Regions from separate parts of the Mus musculus genome. Here regions 1, 2, 4, 5 and 6 are each linked to region 3. Evidence: chromatin contacts called from public HiCAR-type, HiChIP or PLAC-seq and promoter capture Hi-C data. All regions are on one chromosome and are shown on one strand. Each heading gives the region's core, a stretch centred on a gene start, on an enhancer-like site or on the middle of the called end of the contact. The rest is flanking DNA. Distances are from core to core; before and after follow the strand shown. Region 1 holds the start of Gemin5 (gem nuclear organelle associated protein 5). Region 2 holds the start of Cnot8 (CCR4-NOT transcription complex, subunit 8). Region 3 holds the start of 2810021J22Rik (RIKEN cDNA 2810021J22 gene). Region 4 holds the start of Sh3bp5l (SH3 binding domain protein 5 like). Region 5 holds the start of Igtp (interferon gamma induced GTPase). Region 6 holds the start of Zfp692 (zinc finger protein 692).

What was found. Promoter capture Hi-C pulls out the DNA fragments that hold promoters and counts their contacts. HiCAR-type assays count read pairs that join an accessible place to other places. HiChIP or PLAC-seq counts read pairs in DNA pulled down with a chosen protein or histone mark.
Region 1: a promoter capture Hi-C map of embryonic stem cells shows a contact between it and region 3, with 2.7 times the contacts expected there. The contact joins the promoter of Gemin5 here to the promoter of 2810021J22Rik in region 3. A contact is called at or near these places in 4 of 39 promoter capture datasets (embryonic stem cells, hippocampal neurons, liver and 1 more), 2 of 484 Hi-C or Micro-C datasets (cortical neurons and palatal mesenchyme) and 2 of 115 datasets of contacts at active chromatin or transcription factors (embryonic forebrain and forebrain).
Region 2: a contact with region 3 is called in a HiCAR-type map of astrocytes, with 2.9 times the contacts expected there. The contact joins the promoter of Cnot8 here to the promoter of 2810021J22Rik in region 3. A contact is called at or near these places in 2 of 39 promoter capture datasets (embryonic stem cells and hippocampal neurons) and 2 of 115 datasets of contacts at active chromatin or transcription factors (astrocytes and large pre-B cells).
Region 4: a contact with region 3 is called in an H3K27ac HiChIP or PLAC-seq map of embryonic stem cells, with 4 times the contacts expected there. The contact joins the promoter of Sh3bp5l here to the promoter of 2810021J22Rik in region 3. A contact is called at or near these places in 12 of 39 promoter capture datasets (the 3T3-L1 cell line, the C10 cell line, cranial neural crest and 7 more), 2 of 484 Hi-C or Micro-C datasets (B cells and muscle stem cells), 10 of 115 datasets of contacts at active chromatin or transcription factors (astrocytes, bone marrow-derived macrophages, embryonic forebrain and 5 more) and 1 of 9 other capture datasets (embryonic stem cells).
Region 5: a contact with region 3 is called in a promoter capture Hi-C map of hematopoietic stem and progenitor cells. The contact joins the promoter of Igtp here to the promoter of 2810021J22Rik in region 3. A contact is called at or near these places in 9 of 39 promoter capture datasets (the 3T3-L1 cell line, the C10 cell line, embryonic stem cells and 6 more) and 2 of 115 datasets of contacts at active chromatin or transcription factors (embryonic stem cells and memory CD8 T cells).
Region 6: an H3K4me3 HiChIP or PLAC-seq map of neural tube shows a contact between it and region 3, with 4 times the contacts expected there. The contact joins the promoter of Zfp692 here to the promoter of 2810021J22Rik in region 3. A contact is called at or near these places in 9 of 39 promoter capture datasets (the 3T3-L1 cell line, cranial neural crest, embryonic stem cells and 5 more), 1 of 484 Hi-C or Micro-C datasets (embryonic stem cells), 8 of 115 datasets of contacts at active chromatin or transcription factors (astrocytes, bone marrow-derived macrophages, effector CD8 T cells and 4 more) and 1 of 9 other capture datasets (liver).

What each region holds. Positions count from the first base shown.
Region 1 is chr11:58,166,937-58,170,173 of GRCm38.p6, forward strand. It overlaps Gemin5 (gem nuclear organelle associated protein 5), which reads right to left and starts at 1,603. Exons shown (of 28, transcript NM_172558.3): 1 at 1,352-1,603; 2 at 773-933. The coding sequence starts at 1,517. It also overlaps a transcript of Mrpl22 not described here.
Region 2 is chr11:58,101,997-58,105,223 of GRCm38.p6, forward strand. It overlaps Cnot8 (CCR4-NOT transcription complex, subunit 8), which reads left to right and starts at 1,974. Exons shown (of 7, transcript NM_026949.5): 1 at 1,974-2,212.
Region 3 is chr11:58,865,589-58,868,592 of GRCm38.p6, forward strand. 2810021J22Rik (RIKEN cDNA 2810021J22 gene) reads left to right here and starts at 1,652. Exons shown (of 5, transcript NM_172403.2): 1 at 1,652-1,721.
Region 4 is chr11:58,328,809-58,331,975 of GRCm38.p6, forward strand. Sh3bp5l (SH3 binding domain protein 5 like) reads left to right here and starts at 1,899. Exons shown (of 7, transcript NM_024480.5): 1 at 1,899-1,984; 2 at 2,446-3,055. The coding sequence starts at 2,873. It also overlaps a transcript of Zfp672 not described here.
Region 5 is chr11:58,198,058-58,201,061 of GRCm38.p6, forward strand. It overlaps Igtp (interferon gamma induced GTPase), which reads left to right and starts at 1,499. Exons shown (of 3, transcript NM_018738.4): 1 at 1,499-1,722.
Region 6 is chr11:58,305,741-58,308,994 of GRCm38.p6, forward strand. Zfp692 (zinc finger protein 692) reads left to right here and starts at 1,329. Exons shown (of 12, transcript NM_182996.3): 1 at 1,329-1,516; 2 at 1,772-2,021; 3 at 2,233-2,264; 4 at 3,055-3,254. The coding sequence starts at 1,846.

The DNA of each region.
Region 1 (3,237 bases), core at 353-2,852, 700 kb before region 3:
TGGCTCTGTTAGACTTTGTAGGCCATGCTCTCAGTGGCTGTTCCTCAATTCTATTGTTATATCATCAAAGCAGCTACAGATAAGAGTTAGTGACTAAGCCGGGCGTGGTGGCACACGCCTTTAATCCCAGCACTTGGGAGGCAGAGGCAGGCGGATTTCTGAGTTCAAGGCCAGCCTGGTCTACAGAGTGAGTTCCAGGACAGCCAGGGCTACACAGAGAAACCCTGTCTCGGAAAAAAAAAAAAAAAAAAAAAAAAAAAAGAGTTAGTGACTAGGGGCTGGAGAATAGCTCAGTGGCTACTTATCAAGAGGTCCCAGGTTTGATTCCCAGAGCTCTCACGGTAGTTTTAAACGGTCTATAACGGGATCTGAATGTCCCCCTTTGGTGTGCAGGCATACATTGGAAAAACTGACACCCCCCCCCTTCTCTCTCTCTCTATATATATACATATATATATATAAAAAAGAGAATGACTATCTATCTTTTTGCCTCCACTTCCCAAGTGCTATGATTACAGGTGTGCACCACCATGTTCATTTATGCAGTTCTGGGGACTGAGCCCAGGGCTTTGAGTGTGCTAGCCAGGCACTCTACCTAGCCAAGTTACAGCTGCTACCAGAAACTCTACTTTCTAAACAAAACATGCATCTTTAAAAAAAAGTTATTTGAGAGACTTTCCAACATATCTAAGTAGCCAACAAAAATGAGTAGCATTCCTCCATATGCATGAGATCTATTAAAACAATCTGAGGCCTCAGGATGCACAATTACCTGATGGAGTGTGTGTTCTGTCACTACAGTCTTGGTCTCTACATCCCAAACCTTCACAGTTCCATCGTCTGAGCTGGTGGCACAGAGGTTGTATTGTCCAGGGTGATGAGAAAAAGTGAAACCAGATACTCTTTCAGTGTGTCCCACCAACTCTCCTACCACTGCAAGCAAAACCAGACTTGGTTAACTAAAGCACTATCCAGACAGTTAGCCTGCATGTTGCTGGACAAACAACAAGCAGATAAACAGAAGTCACTTAACACACATGGAACAGAAACATCCACAGACGAAAGACAGAAACGCTGGGTGTCATCACCACTCATCTTACAGACATCACCGTCAAGTAATTGCCCAGCGGGATCAGAGAAGGGAGAACAGCCCCCACCCCAGGGGGCGTACTAGGGGCCGGCAGGGCCTTGGCCAAGCAGGAAGGCCAGGAGCACCCTAAACGCCGGGTCTAGGCTGGGTCAGTCCCTCCAAGCGAGAGAGGCCACGTGCGCGCGCCGCCGGACCCGGCGACTTACAGAACTCCCCCAAGAGGACGGCAGGAAGGACTGCGCCGACCCGTGAGGGGCTCACCTCGAAACGGGGGCGCCCCTGGGCTCGCGCCCGCACCCGGACCCACGCGGACGAGGAAGACGGAGGTCCGCGCAGCGAAGCCAAAGATGCCTCCGGGCGCCGCGTCGCTGCAGCGTGAGCAGTACCAGTTGGGGGACGGCGGCAGCGTCCGCGGCTCCGGCTTCATCTCCGCGGCCGCCCAAGCTCAGCAGAGGAGCTCTGGGACGGTGGTTCGCAACCGCGGCGTGGAGCGGGAGGGGGCGGGATCGATTTAAACCCCGCCCCTGGAGGCGGGCGCTACGGAGCGCGTTGAGGCCCAACCCGCGCCTCTCGCTCCCGTGCGCCGCCTGGAACTAAATTCCAGGTCCTGAGGTTACATATTTTCCTTAATTAAGGATTTAGACCTGTGGAACCCGCCAACCAGCCACTGAGCACACACGCACACGCACACGCACACGCACACACACACACACACACACACGCTAAATAAATAATAAAGGCCAACACACACACACATACACACACACACACACACACACACACACACACACACGCGCTAAATAAATAATAAAGGCCAACATGATGTGAAATACCCTGTTTCTACCAACCTCAAGGTTGACTAAGAGATGAGCTAATGCGTTTGTGTGCATTTACCGCCATATATACCTGTATTTAACTAAAGCTCCTTATTTTGTCCAATCCAGCAAGGCAAGTATTATTAAGCGAGAAACATCTGGGACAGATTGGACAAGGCAGTTCAGTATCCCAATTAAGTTTTTTTTTTTTTGGGGGGGGGGGGTTCGAGACAGGGTTTCTCTGTATAGCCCTGGCTATCCTGGAACTCACTCTGTAGACCAGGCTGGCCTCGAACTCAGAAATCCGCCTGCCTTTGCCTCCCGAGTGCTGGGATTAAAGGCGTGCGCCACCATGCCTGGCAAGTTTTTGTTTGTTTGTTTGTTTGTTTGTTTTTAAATGCTACATAGCGGCGTACTTTTCCAGTTTTTGGGAGGTGTTTTAAAGACAGATGCAAGAGTGTATTTAGCTGAAATACTAAAAGAATGAATCTGAGCTCTGGCTCAGCACTCAGGCAGGAGGATTGCCATGTGCTCCAGGCTAGGCAGCCTGGGCTATAGTATGAGAGCCTGTCAAAATAAATGAAATGAGTCAGGAATCAGAAAGGACAGGAAGAGACTCTGTAGTTGGGTGGGAATTCTGATTCCTGATACTGGGGTATTCAAAGATTAAAGAGCAGAGGTTTGACATCCCGCCTCCTGCTTAATGGAGTGCCTATGCTGTGAGAACTAGTTAGTGGTGTGGAGGGAAAAAAGAATTGAACTCTGCTTACAACTCAAACCCAAGCAACTTGTTCAGATTCGACTGTACTTCTGTACTGCTGTTAGCCCTTCCTGAATGTGGCATATGGAAACTTGCAATGGCTATCATTAATAGAGAGCCCTTACCTATGCTAGCATAGCCTAAGGGCACTAAATTCAGGGTTACCAGACTCCACATTGATCACTAGTTTTGCCAGGAGCACACAAACGCATTAGCTCGTCTCTTAGTCTTTATTATTTATTTAGTGTGTGTGTGTGTGCTCATATTTCACAATGTGTGTGTATGGAGGTCAGAGGTCAAGGAGTTGGTGCTCTCTTTCCATGATATGGGGCCTAGAGACTGACTGACTTCAGCTTGTCAGCTGGACCATCTCGATAACACCCCATCCCGTTGGCTTTTTTTTTTTTTTTTTTTTTTTTTTAGACAGGATCTCACTATATAGCTCTGACTAGCCTGGCACTTGCTCTGTAGACCAGACTGTGTTGAATTCACAGAGATCTACCTGCTTCTGCCTTCCTGAGTGCTAGGATTAAAGGTGTGGGCCACCATGCCAGGCAATTTGGTTTCTGAAA
Region 2 (3,227 bases), core at 724-3,223, 760 kb before region 3:
CCCATTACAGATGGTTGTGAGCCACCATGTGGTTGCTGGGAATCGAACTCAGGACCTTTGGAAGAGCAGCCAGTGCTCTTTAACTGCTCTCCAGTTCCTATTGAACTTTTTTTTTTCAAGGCATACCTTTGTTTAGAACTGGGGGGGTGGGGACAATAGTAATAGGTTATTTTTCTGCCGCTGGGAAGGAGGAGTAGGAGGGGGAGAAGGAAAAGGAAAAGAAGGAGGAGGAGGAGGAGAGAGACAAAAATGTCTGGACTATATAGGGAGGAGCCTGTGGGGAAGGGCAGCCCAGCCCCTTGGCTGGAAAGTTCAGGGTTGGAGGCAGGGTATGCCAGGTAGGGACTGAGGGATGCTGGGAGAACCTGGTGGCCAGGTCTGCTTTGGCGTGTAAAATACGCACCTCAGTCCCTTGTCCCAGCATCCAAAACCAAATATTTAGGAATCCAGGCTGCCCATGGAGAGGCACCATTCAGCTCTTAAAAAGATCCATGTTATAACCATGCTTCTCTGTATTTTCAAAACTATGCTTTTCCAGTTGAAGAAATGTGTTCAAACTTTAGTTTCTCTTGTTTGCAGTTTGAAAGCCATTGTTTAAAGTGTAGACACTCCCCTCCAGTCCCTCCAGAAATACAATTAGTGTCTGTGAGAAGCTCTAGGTGAAGGGTGTGTGTGGGGGGGAAGCCAGGTGTTTCCTGTTCAACTCTTTCAGAGCACACCAGGCCTATTGGTGGCAAGAACCCCCCCTCCCCCCAAATTCCATGCTTCTCACATGACTAGCACATGCTAGGTCCACCCTCTCCTGAAGGACTCAACGGCTGCTCCTCACATGACTAGCACATGCTAGGTCCACCCTCTCCTGAATCGAATCACAGAACAGAGCAAGGACATGCACTGAACAGACTGAGGGAAGGCAGTGTCTACCTAGCCTAGACAACCCGAACACCTCAAAAGAGGCCAGCCCTGCAGCTAGTCCCATCAACATTGTTGCAGGGAATCCACCGCAGCTACAGTTACTGACTGCCCAGGCCTGGTTCTTTGTGGTGACGGTTGTGGCTTGGTCTAGGGTTTCATCCTCATCACAGTCTTGTGTCTCTATTTACAGATCCTGGAGAGAAACAACAAAGGCTGGGCTTCAGAAACTGTCCCTGACATCGTTACCCCAGAAGCTGGCTGTGCGATTTCACAGTTTGAAAGGCTAGCTCTCATTTAGTCAGTAAGTCCTATTTTGGGGATTTCTTCTGGAATAAAAGTTTAAAATGAAAAGGGCAAAGTGACTGGGAGACGGGATGTCAGAAGGGGGACACCTGCTGTATGCTTACCTACGGCCCCTAGGAGAGGAAGCACCAGGGGAGGGGAGGCGCTCTTCGGAGGTCTTAGTCTTCTTGCCCCGTGGGAAAGCACGAGGTGGCGATACATCCCAGCATGGCCTCGCTACCAGCGAACCCCCTACTCTCCCTGACTGGCCCCTCTCTCTCTGCACTGACCCACAGTGATACCAGGGACACAGCGGACAGCACAGGCCCCGGAGCAGCGCTGCTTAGGCCGTCCAGGTTCTGGGAGGCAGTGCTCAGCTGACCTCATTCATGACTCGGTTTGGTGGCGCTCTCCCACCCCTACCTAATGGTCATCCAGAAGGGGTTCTGTGAATAGATGGTCAGTGAATGAGGGGTTCAGGTTGCAGTAATCGAGGGTCAGGACACCCCATGTGCCCTGCATCATCACCTACAACCAACAGTCGTAATATGCTCTGATGTTAGGAAGTGGGGCCAGTTCTAGATCCCGTCCTTTCCCGAGGCGCGACTCATGATACTCCAGAACCTAGGCGGGGACCAAGTTTACACTGCTAGACGCCGTTTGAGGCCTCAGGGCAAACCTCGTTTTACGCACGCGCCCTCCGCCAAACCCAACTTTCTCGCTCTGCGCCTGCGCAGGGAGGCGGGGCGTAGGTATCTGAGCGCGCACGGGGGGACGGAGCCGAGACCGGCGGGACCGCGCACGCCTGGAGTGACGCGGAGAGTAGGCGAGTCGGGAGGGCGGACGGGTAGAGTGGTGCAACCTCTTGGTTTGGTGCCCATCGTCGGCCGCTCTGGGCGCCAGGACTCACGTCTCCCTGTCGAGCTGGGTTTCTGGAGCGGATCCGGGGCAAGAGGGAGGAGAGCTCGGGGTCAAGGGCCGCTGCCGCCCGCACTCGGCGGGGCCGCCAGCCAGGGTAAGCAGGTTAGGTTGCTTACGGTAGGAGCAGGAGGCGGAAGTGCCTCCGTGGCGACCCATCCTACACACGGGAACACTGAGGCACAGAGGCTACGGGGCTCTCGGTCCCCGGAGTCCAGCCTGGAGGCCTAAGGAATGGTGGGGGAGGCAAGAGGCCGCTCTGCTTGGCTCTTGGGGTGCTGCAGCTTTGCGTGGCAGGGCCGCCGTCGCGGAGCCAGCAAGCTGGATGGGGTGCCGTCTAAGTCCAGGGCTGTGGCCTGGAACGCTCCAGAGGGGACCTGTTGCCATTTCTTCTAACGGGCCGCTGCTTCCTCCTGCGCCCGTCTTGCACTGCTAAAGCCTTTTGTTTAGTCTTCTGGAACAGGGAAGTGAAGCTGATTGTCTCCCAGACGCTCTGGCGCAAACAAAAGCCGACGACGAGCAGGAGACACTCAGTGGAACTGAGTTCTGCACGGCTAGCAGGGAGAGCGTGGTTTCGTGCGTTCGCACTCCTCGCTCTTCAGAGCCCACCTGGGTGCACAGACACCCTGCTCCCAAGTTTGGATAATCAGGAGCGGTCACAACAGATTGCTTGGCAGCCTAGGGTGTGTGTGTGTGTGTGTCAGTGTTTTTGTGTCTGTGTGTGTGAGAACACAGGGCAGTGTGTGTGTGTGTGTGTGTGTGTGTGTGAGAACCCCTTTCTTTCCCTTTGTAGTTTCAAATGTAGCTTGGTTTGGGGATCGAGTTTTAAAGCCAGCCTGTGAGGCAAACATTGCATGGGATCAAAATTTTCCTTTAAGGGAGAGATCGCACAGCTGTTGATACACTCAACCCTCTCCCCCTCACACTCATAAAAATAAATCTTTAAGGGAGAACGCAGCCTCAACCTCCGAACCTTCCTGAAGAATTTTGAAGGATAATTTTTTTAGGGTTTAATGTTTATTAATGTATGAATTTATAATTAATATCACGAGTGTGTTGGTGGAAAAAATAGGCCGAAAAGGCGTCAACATTCTCAGGGGCTGGAGTTACAG
Region 3 (3,004 bases), core at 402-2,901:
ACCTTATGCATATGCACATATCCTATCACACACATAATTAATAAAACATTTTTTAAAATTATAGATTCAATGTATGCACATCTTGACTACAAACAGAGGAATTAAAAATAATATATATGGATAGACAGGGTAGGGAATGGACTAAAGCAATAAAGTTTAAAGATGCATAAGTACTTGTTGAAGCTGTAAAACATCTATTATGGTTTTGTGTGTATATTTTTCTGTAATGAAATATGCATGCATATGTAAAATATACATATATTTATAAAAAGCAAGTGTGGTGGTAAATGCCTATAATCCCAGAACATGGCTCAAGCCTAATAGCCCTGTGAAGGCTGGAGGATCAGCTCAGCGTTACCTTCAATGTTTTCTGCAGCCACATACTGAATCTGAAACCAGTCTGGGCTGTGTGAAATGTCTCAAAAGCAAACAGACGGAGTTGACAGTGTCAGCGCCTAAGAACTTCATTACTGGGTCAGGTGAGTAGCTCAAAGTTAGAATGCTGTTCAAGGATTGCAAAGCTCTGGATTTCATATCTACCCATCGACAGTGTTTCCTATTAAAGAGCAGGGACTGGAGGGGTAGCTCAGTGGTTAAGAACACTTGTTGCTTTTGAGGAGGACAGGGCTTCAGTTCCCAGCACCCACATGGCTATTTATATAACTATGTTTTGCTACAGTTCTGGGGCATTTTGGCACCTTCTTCTGACCTCCTCTGGCACCAGACTTGCAAATGGTACAATTACAGACATACAGGCAAAACACTTACACACATAAAATATAAGTCTTAAAAACAAGAGCCGGGCATGGTGGTGCACGCCTTTAACCCCAGCACTCGGGAGACAGAGGCAGGCTGATTTCTGAGTTCAAGGCCAGCCTGGTCTACAAAGTGAGTTCCAGGACAGCCAGGGCTAGACAGAGAAACCCTGTCTCGAAAAAAAAAAAAAAAAAGGCAAGGCCAAAGTTACTGAGAGCATGGTAGAGGCTAAATAGGTAGTTTATGTATGAGTGTTTTGCCTGCCTGTATGTCTGTCCATAGGTGTGTAATGCCCTTAGAGTTGAGAGAATTCTTGATTCCCCTCACCCCTAAGTGGGTGCTGGTTGTGAGCTGCCATGTAGGTGCTGGAAATTGAACCTGGATGCTCTGGAAGAATAGTGCTCTTAACCGCTGAGCCATGTCTCCAGCCACACTAGAATGAATTTATTTATTTATCTATCTATCTATCTATCTATCTATCTATCTATCTATCTATTTATTTATTTATTTATTTATTTATTTATATTCTCCGCGCCCCGCTCCTTTCTCTCCTCTCTGTCTCCTTTTCTTTCCCGTTTGAATCAGGGTCTCTGCCTGGAACTCAGAGATCCGTTCACCTCAGTACTGGGATTAAAGGTATGTGCCACCACGCCCACCCAGCTAAAACTTTTTTTTTCTTTTGGCATAAAGCAGTTGTTTCTGGGTTTGGCCTCACAAAGCATCCACTTTAGAGCTTCGATGTATTCCAAATGCAACGATGTCACTAACGAGTGACCGGGATGCCCTAAACTGTATATGCCCCCAAGGCGGTTTCACAGGTTCTGAACTCCGGACGGCTCCCGCGAACTTCCGGTCTATTTCCGGCGTCGCCATCTTGCTTCCGGTTTCCGAGGGGGTTGGATTGTGGCCTCAGTCCTGTGCCAGCCTGTCTGGGCGTCTGTGTGCAGTCAGACACCTGCCTTCTGGTGAGTACCGCTGGCTTCTGCCTGCAGGGGCGGGCGCCGTGCGCTGTGCAAATGGTGCGATCCGGGGAGCCCTGCGCGGGGCTGAGTTCCCAGTCTCTGTCGCCCTCGGTCCTTGATGCTGCAAGGAGACTTGTCTTCAGCCGTATCTCGTCTCCTCCTCCTCCTCCTGACCCCAGTGCCACAACTGCCGTGTCTAGTGTCCCGTTGTCTGGCAGTGACAGTCCTAGATCCTGGAGCAGCCCGACGTGTGGGGTGAACCTGTGCTGGGGCATCCCCTGGCCTCTCCCTTATCTGGAAGGCTCCTGTGTGTATTGGCTTCTGTGGAGAGTGCACGGTAATTGCACAGACTTTTTACTGCAGCAAGAACAAATGTCTGCTCGCCTCAGGTGGGCCCTTGGGGATGACCAAGGAAAGGACTCCACCACAGCCCAGCTTGGTTCTCCAGTGAGTTTGTTGGACTTATACAGAGAGAATGGATGACTCCCAGACCACCACGTCCTAACCCAGTATAGATGCTGACCTCATGGAGCCCCACATTCAGCTAACTTGTAATTTCCTGCATACTCTAGCTCACTAGGAAGGTGAGAAGTGTCATGGGCGATAATGGTTGGAATCCCAGATGAAGGTCCTTAGCTCCACTCCTCTTCTACCTAAGAGTGTAACAGTTACCACTAGATTTGTATAACTTGAGCTCCATGACCACTAGACCTGTGTTACTTGCAGTTTATTGCAGTACCTCGTGGAGTCATTGTTACAGACTTCTGGTCAGGCTCAGCTCCAAGATGGAGAGAGGCGATAGTGTTGTGCCCAGAGGGAAGCCACAAGTACAGTGGTAAGCTGTGGAGCGTGCTGCTTTGCACAGTGTGATTGCATTACTTGTAGAAACATGCAATGTCCCTGCGATTCCTGGATCCTGTGGCTCTTGTACTTTTAGTTTCTTTGAGGAGCCTTGATTAAAATTTCGATGTATGAACAGGGCATGGTAACACAGAACTATATAACCATAGCCCGCTAGCATGAGAGACCTCATTTGAAAACTATACTTTTGTCCCACTGAGGCCCTGCTGGCCAGAGCACATGAAAAGGCAGAGCTAATGGGCATTGTGGGAGGGAGCGACACCATCTGTAAACACCACAGGCAGGCACCGCTTCAACAGTATTTCCAAGGTAGTGCAATAAATCAGGGCCATGTTCATTTAAATGTACAGTCCTGGACTGAAAGCTTAGATTGCACAAAGCATTTTGTCCGTGAAACTTAAATATGTGAACCAGGAGCTGTGGAT
Region 4 (3,167 bases), core at 649-3,148, 540 kb before region 3:
TTCATCTCTAGTTGGAGTCCTATTTCTCCCCCACTGTACTGGCTCCTATATCTAGCTGTACAATCCTTTATACCAGTTCTTAACCTGTAGGTTGTGACCTCTTTGGGGGAGGGTCACATATTATACCTGATACCATACTTGAATATCAGATATTTACATTATAATTCATAACAGTCGCAAAATTACAGTTATGGAGGAGAAACAAAATAATTTTACAGTTGGGGGACAGCACTTTAAAGGGTCGCAGGACTAGGAAGGTTGAGAACCACTGTTTACACGGCCTTCCTTATCGTTCTTTGACAAGCCACAGAATACTTTTTAGTGTAACTGCTAACTAGACACAAACTGGACTTACAGCATAGACAGTTGAAGCCTGTTCCCCTGGCACTGCCTCCCTGGCATAGCTGTAGCCATTTTGCTTCTCGCCTGCCAGTATGAGTGCCATCTCATACTGCTGCCACTGAAATTAGACTGACTGCTGACCCAGAGAATAGTCTGGCTCAGACCGTGGTCATGTTGACCATATATCCCGGTATGTTCAGAGGTTTGTTACCATGTTTTGAGGACTGTTCTTCTTGCAAACTCCCCAATTGCAGACTTCACTCAGAGCTAAGCAAGATAGAAGTCAACTTGAACTGTTATGTCTAAATTATTTAAACACACACACACACAACTTGGAAAAAGGCCAATAACCCTACAAGCCCTCCCCGCAATTGCTTGTGAGTTCATTATGGGTTTCTGCCTATATAAACTGACCCTGAAACGAAGTTCATGATAGTAGCATTCAGTTCCAGAGTCTAAGCTATGTCTACCGACCGTGGGGTGTGCATTCAATACACTATCCCTGTCTGACTGAGATTGATATTCCTGTGGTTTGTGGGGCGACTCCTGGACCCTAACAGGGACCAGCTCTGGAATTCCTTTCACTTCAGACTGTGGAACCCCGTCCTCCTCCATTCTCATGCCTCTAGAAACACCTAAAGACTCCTTCACAGATAGGAAGGCAGCTCTTGACTAAACAGACTCTTTACCGATTTACTAAACACGGGCTATGTTCAACAGAACCCAATGGGAAGAGAATTGGGCCCGGATACGTGTTTCATCTCCAGAAAAAAAGCCTGGGGCCCCGAGGCCGTCAGACATTTGTACCACGCAAGCATCCATCCTGCATCCCATCCATGGCTTCGGTCCGTCTTGCAAGCCACACATAGCACTGGTATCCAGACCACCCATGAACGAAGCAGGGAGCTCACTGGGCTAAGTTCGAGCCTCCTCCTCCCACTCTAGGAAAGTGAGCTAACAGTGAGATCCTCTGCATTCACGCGGTAGCCGGCGTCCCGTGAGGCCGGCTACTTAGCGGGAGAGATGGCGCCCGCTGCAGGTGTCGGGAGAGGTTCACCCACCTGTCTCGACCTAGAGTCCGCCGGATTCACTGAACCGAGAAAAAAGAAAAGAAAAGGAAAAAAAAAATCACTTTTGAAAAACGACTTCGTTTTTGTTAGCAATACCCAGATAGGAGCTAGCCGAAACCGGAAGTTGCATCACCTCCGGTCGCGCCAGGCAGTGACAGTCCTTAGCCCCGCCTCTGTTCCTAAAGCAACGATGGCCGCTCCCGCGTACGACACTATTGCTAGCATTTCTCGAATTGGGAGGGACTATCGATTTTCATCACCTGCTGTAGTTTTCCTCAGCAACTCTTACTCATGCATTCATTTTATTTAGGCTTGGTTGGCGGGTGAACTGGGAGCTAGGAAAGGCGACGTCGGATGTAGAGTAGCGCCATCTTGTACGGACCCTGAACGTTTAGCACGCCGAGCGTGAGCTTACATCGGGCAATACTTGTCAGAGAGGAAAAAAAAAAATAGCGTTTTTACGCGATGGCGTATTTCCGTTTCCTCTCTGCCAGGGCGTTTTTGGTTGGACGGTCTTGTTGCGGAGGGAGGGGGAAGATTGTTTGCTCCGTAGACGCTCCCCGTAAAGCAAGGTAAACTGAGGTAAAGCCGGGAAGGGGCATTTTTTTTTTCGCCTGGTTACATGGGATGGCTGGGACTCAGACGCTGGGTCCGCGGAAGAGTATGCGCTTGGAGCCTGGAGGCTCAGATGGCCCCCAGGGCTGGAGAGGCAAGGTTGGGGGATAGAAGGTGAATTGCAAAGCCGGACCGAGGGGGACGGGCTTGGTAGAAAAAGGGTGTGGAGGAGAGAGGGTGGGGCTCAGAGGGAAGTTTGGAAGGGGAGGGACTGTGGAGGGAACAGGGACGCGAGCAGAGTCGGACCTAAAGTCCTTGAGGCCGGAGGAAAGAAGTTGAGGTGGGGGACTGGTCGGATCTCGGGAGTGTGTGTTGGGAAACCAGTGGTATCTTGGGGAGACCCAGGACGCGGAGGAGGCTGCTGGCCAAGGTTCTGATGCTGACATCCTATGTAACTTGACCTTTGTGTCTCCTGCAGCTCCCCAGAGGCGCATCTCCCACCCTCTGCTTGGACTTAGCTTTCTCTCCATCTGCCACCACAGCCTGGAGGCGCTTGCCTCCACCCTCCCGAATGGTGCTCCTCTTCCCAGGCGTCGGCCCAGGATCCAGGCCCCCTTTGCTCCTTGAGTTGGAGCTGTTGCCGCTGGGGTCTCTTGGTGGGCTCCCCGTGGTGAGGTGTGAAGAACTTTTGCACAGACGAAGCTTTAGTTATAAGGACCTCCTCAGCAGTTCGAAGCTCAGCCTCTAACTGAACGCGAGGCCCATCTGTGCTGCTTCTCTTCGGCCTTTGAGAAGAGAAAGCCCTATTCTGTTCCATCCAAAGTCCAGGAAGCCTCAAACTGGGGCCCTGCTCCCAGCATGCCAGCCCTCTCTTGTGCATAGGGCTTTGCCCTCTTCCAGCCAGCATGGCTGATCTCAAAAAGGCTGCAGGGGGCCGGGAGACTCCGCAGGGGGAACTTCGGTCAGAGGTGGTAGAGGATGAGGGCCCTAGGAGCCCGGTCGCAGAGGAGCCTGGAGGAAGTGGAAGCAACAGCAGTGAGACCAAATTGTCCCCTAGAGAGGAGGAGGAACTGGATCCTAGGATACAGGTGAGAAGGCTGATGGAGGAGGTCAGAAGTCCAGAGGCCAGACTTGCTGAAGAGCTGTGGGATCAATGAGGCCTTAGACTCCTCTCTCACAGTGGGCTGGGGTGGGAAAGGG
Region 5 (3,004 bases), core at 249-2,748, 670 kb before region 3:
CACACATATGGAGGCTACAGGACAACTTTGTCTGTCTTTCCTCAGAGGTTCTCCACCTTGTTTATTGACACAAAGTCTCTCACTGTAACTGGGGCTTACCAAATAGTCTAGGCTGGCTGGCCATCAGCCTATCTCCGTACTGGAGTTACTAGTACATATCACCACGTCTAACTTTTGACATGGGATCTGGAGGATTGAACTCAGGTCCCTGTGTGTGCACTGTAAGCACCTTACTGACTTCATCTCCCCAGCCTGTCAATCATCTATTGACCAAGTTCATCGATCAGGAACACTCCTGTGCAAGGGCATCTTGCAGAGTGCTGCCTGCTGTCATTTTCTGAGCGAGAGAAGTCACAGGTGGCAGAGACACTTAAAAATGAGATGACTTAGCAGGTAAAAGCACTGACTGCTCTTCCGAAGGTCCTGAATTCAAATCCCAGCAACCACATGGTGGCTCACAACCATCTGTATTAAGATCTGATGCCCAGGCCGGGAGAGGTGGCCACGCCTTTAATCCCAGCACTTGGGAGGCAGAGGCAGGCGAATTTCTGAGCTCAAGGCCAGCCTGGTCTACAGAGTGAGTTCCAAGACAGTCAGAGCTATACAGAGAAATGTCCTGTAACTCCGGTTGCACGGGTTCCAACTCTCTGCTCCGACCTCCGAGGCTCATGCACATGCACACCTATTGAAGGGAGGGATGGGGGAGGGAGGGAGTCAGGATGTTAGGGACAGTGAGTGAAAATGAAAGACCAGGTCAGTAAATGGCCTGGGGTGGGGGGAGCCCTGGGGGCATGGACTGTGCAAATGAGCACACACTTCCCATCAGCCACTTACCCTGCTAAGCAATTACACAGGGAAACTAGCCCATTCCCCTCTACCTGGGCACTCAGTGGTCCAGGGCATCACTGTACACAAAAAAAAAAGGAGAGGGGGAGGGGGAGAGGGGGGAGGGGGAGGGGGGAGGGGGAGGGGGGGAGAGTGTTTATTTTTATTTTTTGGTTTTTGTTTTGCTTTGTTTTAAATATTTTTCCTGAACTCAAGAGAAACCGGTGGGCAGAAGGAGACCACTTAAAGGTGGCATATTCTGCCGCATACTTTGATCCTGGGGAGACGACAGAATTGGAACAGGGCAGAGTAGGTGGAATTTCTGCCCCTGAGCTGAGTGGGCGGGAAGGAGCGAGTAGACAATGAGAAGCGACAGAAGCCCCAAGGAGCAGCAATGAAGGGCGAGTAGTTCTCCAAGGACCAAGTTCGCTGGGTCTCAACATGGTGCCATCATTAAGAGGGGCTCCGGAAAGGAGGTAGCAGGGTCAGACAAGGCAGCTCTGACCGAAGTCTGAATGGCAGGCTTCACGGGCAGACTTCTGACCTCTATACCTGGAATCTGGCCCAGTTACCCCTCTCTTTGAAGAAGAACGTGGCCTCTGAGTGCTAACTCCCGAAAACTAGCCATTTCTAGGAACTGAAACTGAAAGCTGTTCGGGCATCAGGCCCCGCCCCTTGGGGAGGAGGCAGGCAGGGCTCACGCCTAGAAGTTGGGGACTTACATCTGGGCCAACATAGATAGAGCAGGGTCTGAGAGGAAACCTAGGAGCTCAGGCTGCCCTTCAGCTGCTCCTGCCTCTTCTAATCGCTCTTCCCCACAGGACCCTGCCCCACCACACTTCTCTCTCTCCTGACCGTCCTGAGCCTGGATTGCAGCTTTGTAAGGCTTCTGAGCAGGTAGGTGAGGGGCTCCTGCTTGGCCTATAAACCTGCTCAGGGCAGGGGAGTCTGGGGTCAGGTGTTCCTCTGGGGCACCCTGTGCAGCAGGCACCCTCCTGCACTGTCTTCAGGATCGGAGTGCATGGTGTCTGGCTGAATCAAGTCCTTCCAATTCACCAGAGAGAAGCAGTGTGCTTCTTTTTTTACCTGGGTATCCCTGGGTTTGTGGGTCTTCTGAGGGAGCCTAGTTAAGAGAAAACAGGTGGGATTTTACTCAAATTCTCTTGGCCACTACTTCGATGACCCCTCAGGGGCCAGAGTCCAGGATCAGAACAGCCCACAGGTAATATTGGAACATTCTGGAATTGTGTAATGTGCATCTGTTCTCCATGTGCGACACGCAGGGGCTAGAACTCTGGCTTGGAAGGCTGGGTTCATAAGGAAACTTTTTGTCTAACTCTGTTGGGCATTATCTATCTGCCTTGGAGACGCTGGTTCTTCATCTGCCAGCATTTAATTTAATCTTTTGGAAGAGAGTATAACAAAATGCAACCCGACGGAACATAGTAACATAGGCAACCAATGGGCTGCCACTTCCACTGTGTATGTGACCTTTTTTGTGCAGGTGTGTGTGAGACTATTGCATTTGTGTGTGGGCCCGAGTGTCTGCTTGCCAGTGTGTATGTGTGTATAATCCAGAGGCTGACATTAGGGTGTCTTCCTCAGTCACTCTCCAATTTATTTCATTTTATTGAAATAGAATCTCTCAGTGAACCTCTTGGCTAGACTGACTGGCTGGCCAGCAAGCCCTCTGGGATCCTCCTCTGGACCTCCACCTCTCCAGCTAGGGTATTTTAGGCATGAGTATTGAAACTGGCTTTTATGTGGATGCCAGGGGTTCAAACTCCTGCTTGTGAGGCCAGTGCTTTCTTCATTGAGGCATCTCTTTCCCCCCCTTTCCCCAGAGTATTTAGAGAGATCTGGATCTTTATGGAGAATTGTAGTCAGCTTTAGATCAACCAGAAGCGTGACCAGGAACTGCTTTGTATAATTCAAGATGTCTTTCTTCTCTCCTTTCTTCCTTTCTTTTCTTTTTTCTTTCCTTGTCTTTCTTTTTGTTGGTTTTTTTTTTTTCTTGAACAGTCCACGGGGGCTTTTTATTTATGTTTTACACCTCTATAAAAAGGTGGCACACGCCTTTAATTCCAGCACTTGGGAGGCAGAGGCAGGCGGATTTCTGAGTTCGAGGACAGCCAGGGCTACACAGAGAAACCCTGTCTCGAAAAACCAAAAAAAAAAA
Region 6 (3,254 bases), core at 79-2,578, 560 kb before region 3:
ACATAGTTTCACCAAACATCCGTGTTCTAACTACTAGAATATGTGAAAGTTGCTTTTTTTTTGTAGCCAACACTTTGCAGTTATAACTGTTTGAGGTGTTGAAATGGGAGGTCCTCTGGATTACCCAAGTGGACTGTGTTTGAAAGAAGAGGAAGGGTTGCACTAGAGCAAGGCTGTGTGGAGTCAGAAGCTTATGTGATATGGCCAGAAGTCCCAGAACGCTGGTCACCACTGGAAGATAAAAAAGGCAAGGAGAAAACTCTCTTAGAGCTCTTGCTTGACCTGTAGCCCTGTTCAGCACTTTGGTGCAGACCTCCAAAACTGTAAGCGAGTAAATTTCTGCTGTTTTGAGTTGTCAAGTTTGTAGTGATTTGCTACAGAAAACAGTCAGTAGTGCAAGTGACTTGGAGTGAGGTTTGAGCCCTAAGGCTGTTCATTGTGGACTCCCTTGTGCCAGGCACTTGTAAATTCTTTATAAACATGAAGTATATTAAGCCATTTAACCATGGAGAGTCAACTGGGCAGTCAAAGGAGTCTGGAATCCCAAAAGGGTAGCCAGAAACATCAATCAATGGGTGATCTAATTACATCACCCCCCCCCCCCCAAGAGCATACCTAAAAGAGAGGCTTGCCAGGGACCTGAGCCTAGTCCATTCCATCTTTTGGTAACAGAAGGATCTAAGAGAGAAGAGGATCCAGCCAAGCGGGAGAAAACCAGGAGCAGACAAAGTCTAGTCTGACAGTGAAGTTGAGAAGAAAGTGAGATGAATGTGTGGCAAGAGGAGAGAGCTAAACTCTTCTCCATTCTGGGGCAGAGAGGCAACAGAATTGGTCACTTCATTTAGCAACATAGAGAGGTGCAGGCCTTTAATCTCAGTACTTCAAAAGTGGAGGCAGGAGTCAAGGCTATCTTGGCTACATGGTGAGTTTGGACACCAGCCTGAATTACATGAGACCTTGTTTCAAGCAAAACAGAAAATAAAAAACTTGTGCCGTTGACAAGTGCCGTTGCAGTCTCTTGATAGAAATAACTCCATCAGAGCCATTTGTAGACGATGTGAAATCAGAGTCTGTACAAAGTGTAGGCAACTTCTCGTGTGGATGGTGGCAGGTTATAGGTTGCAGCTGGAGGGTGGTCTCGCGGTTCAGAAAGGACTCTAGTTGGCTTCAGCTGGCGGATGCTGCAGCTCGCGTTTGCTTGGTGGCAACTGATAGGCAGAGATGCTAATAGAAGGAGCAATGACGACAGAATCCCAGACAGTCGTTCAGGACTAAGGCTAACTACAATTCCCGGCAGGCTTTGCACGGGGCTCCCGGGGCGCAGGCGCAGACAGCTGTCTTCCCGCTGCAAGTCCAGGCCGTAGCCTCCTGACGCCGAGGGGGGACGGTTTCTTCTTAAAAGAGAAACAGCGGCGGCGCGCGCGGTGGGCCCCGGTCCTTCTGTGGCTTTCGGAGTGAGCACGCGGGTCCGGGGAGCGCAGGCGCAGTTTGGGCAAAGGCGGGTTGGGGCGTGCAGGTAAGACCCCACGAGGGTTGGCCCGGTGTCCTAGCATTGCTGGGTGGGCTTCCCCTGCATGGGAGGCAGGGAGAAGGCCAAGGCGCGGCTGCACGCAGACCTGGCCGCCTCCAGACAAGGAGAGCAAGTTTCCAGTCTTTTCCCCCTGCCTGCGACCCCCGTGTTCCAAGTGTCCTCCCTGGCTCTAAGAAGGGGTGGCTGGATCCGAGAGGCGCGAGCGCTGCGGAGGCACTATGGTCTCCCCATTCATTGCAGACGGAGCGAGGGGCTGTGTCTGTCCCGAAAGCCCCGACGACGACAGCACGTTCCTCCCGTAGGCCCGCACGTCTATGGCCTCTCCGGTGGCAGACGCATCCCGCCGCCGGCGGGAGAAGCGCAGGCAGCTGGACGCGCGCCGCAGCAAGTGCCGCATCCGCCTGGGCGGCCACATGGAACAGTGGTGCCTCCTCAAGGAGCGGCTGGGCTTCTCCCTGCACTCGCAGCTCGCCAAGTTCCTGTTGGACCGGTTAGGGGCCGGGAGGGACCAAGGAGGGCACCGAGACACAGCCCCAAGCCGGTTCCTACAGCCTTGGGTTTCTCGTTTGGGCAGGGTGGGCCTGCTCCTCCCCTCCTAGCCCCAGCGAATGGGAGGTCTGTAGGGTTGGCCCTGTAAGTGTGTGAGTGCGGAGACTTGAGGGTGGTTGGCTCTGAGCTGACACCAAGCTCCTCTCTGGCAGGTACACTTCTTCAGGCTGTGTCCTCTGTGCAGGTAGGTAAAAGACGTTAACAGGTAGTGGCGCCTCCTAGAGACTGAATGTCTCAAGAGAAATGGATCAGAAGCTCCTACTGGGTTCGGGAAGAGGACAAGCCCAAAATAAGCCTGCTGCCATGCCTGTGGGAAAGGAGCTTTGCCTTGGGACCTTTGGGTGTGTTTGTCCCGGCTCTAAACCAAACCAAAACAACAAACAACTGTGCATCTAGGTTGAAAACAAAAACAAGATCCCTTCAAACTCTTCAGGGGCTGAAGCAATGGCTGGGTGGTGTGCTGCTCTTGCAGAGGAACCCAAATTCCTTTCCTTCCTAGTGCTCATGGCAGGAGGCTCACTGTGTGGAACTCTAGCTGCAGGGAGATCCAACATCCCTGGCCTCCAGGAGCACCTGCACTCATGTGCACACACCCACAGATATACAAAGCTAATGACAAATAAAATATTTTTAAAAGAATGCTTAAAAAAAGAAAAAACCCAATGTCTGGGCATGGAGAGATGGCTCAGCAGTTAAGAACGTTGACTGTTCTTCCAGAGGTCCTGAGTTCAGTTTCCAGCAACCACATGGTGGCTCACAACCATCTGTAATGGGATCTGATGCTCTCTTCTGGTGTGTCTGAAGATAGCTACAGTGTACTTACATACATAAAATAAATAAATCTTTAAAAAAGATTAGAAAAAAACAAATAAACCGATGTCGTATATGTCCTGAGGTTGCCAGTGGGTTTAGAGGGTTAGGATGGCCTGAGTGGTTTTCTTGGTCCTTGCATGACTGCTTCATCTTACCTCCAGCTCCAGAGCCTGGGCCTCGGAAGGGTCTGCAGTACCTGGTGCTCCTGTCTCACACACACAGCCGGGAATGCGGCCTAGTGCCCGGGCTCCGGGGGCCTGGAGGTGGTGAAGGAGAGCTTGTATGGGAGTGCTCTGCGGGCCACACGTTCTCCTGGGAACCCTCTTTGATTCCTGCACCTTCAGATGTACCTAAGCAGGCC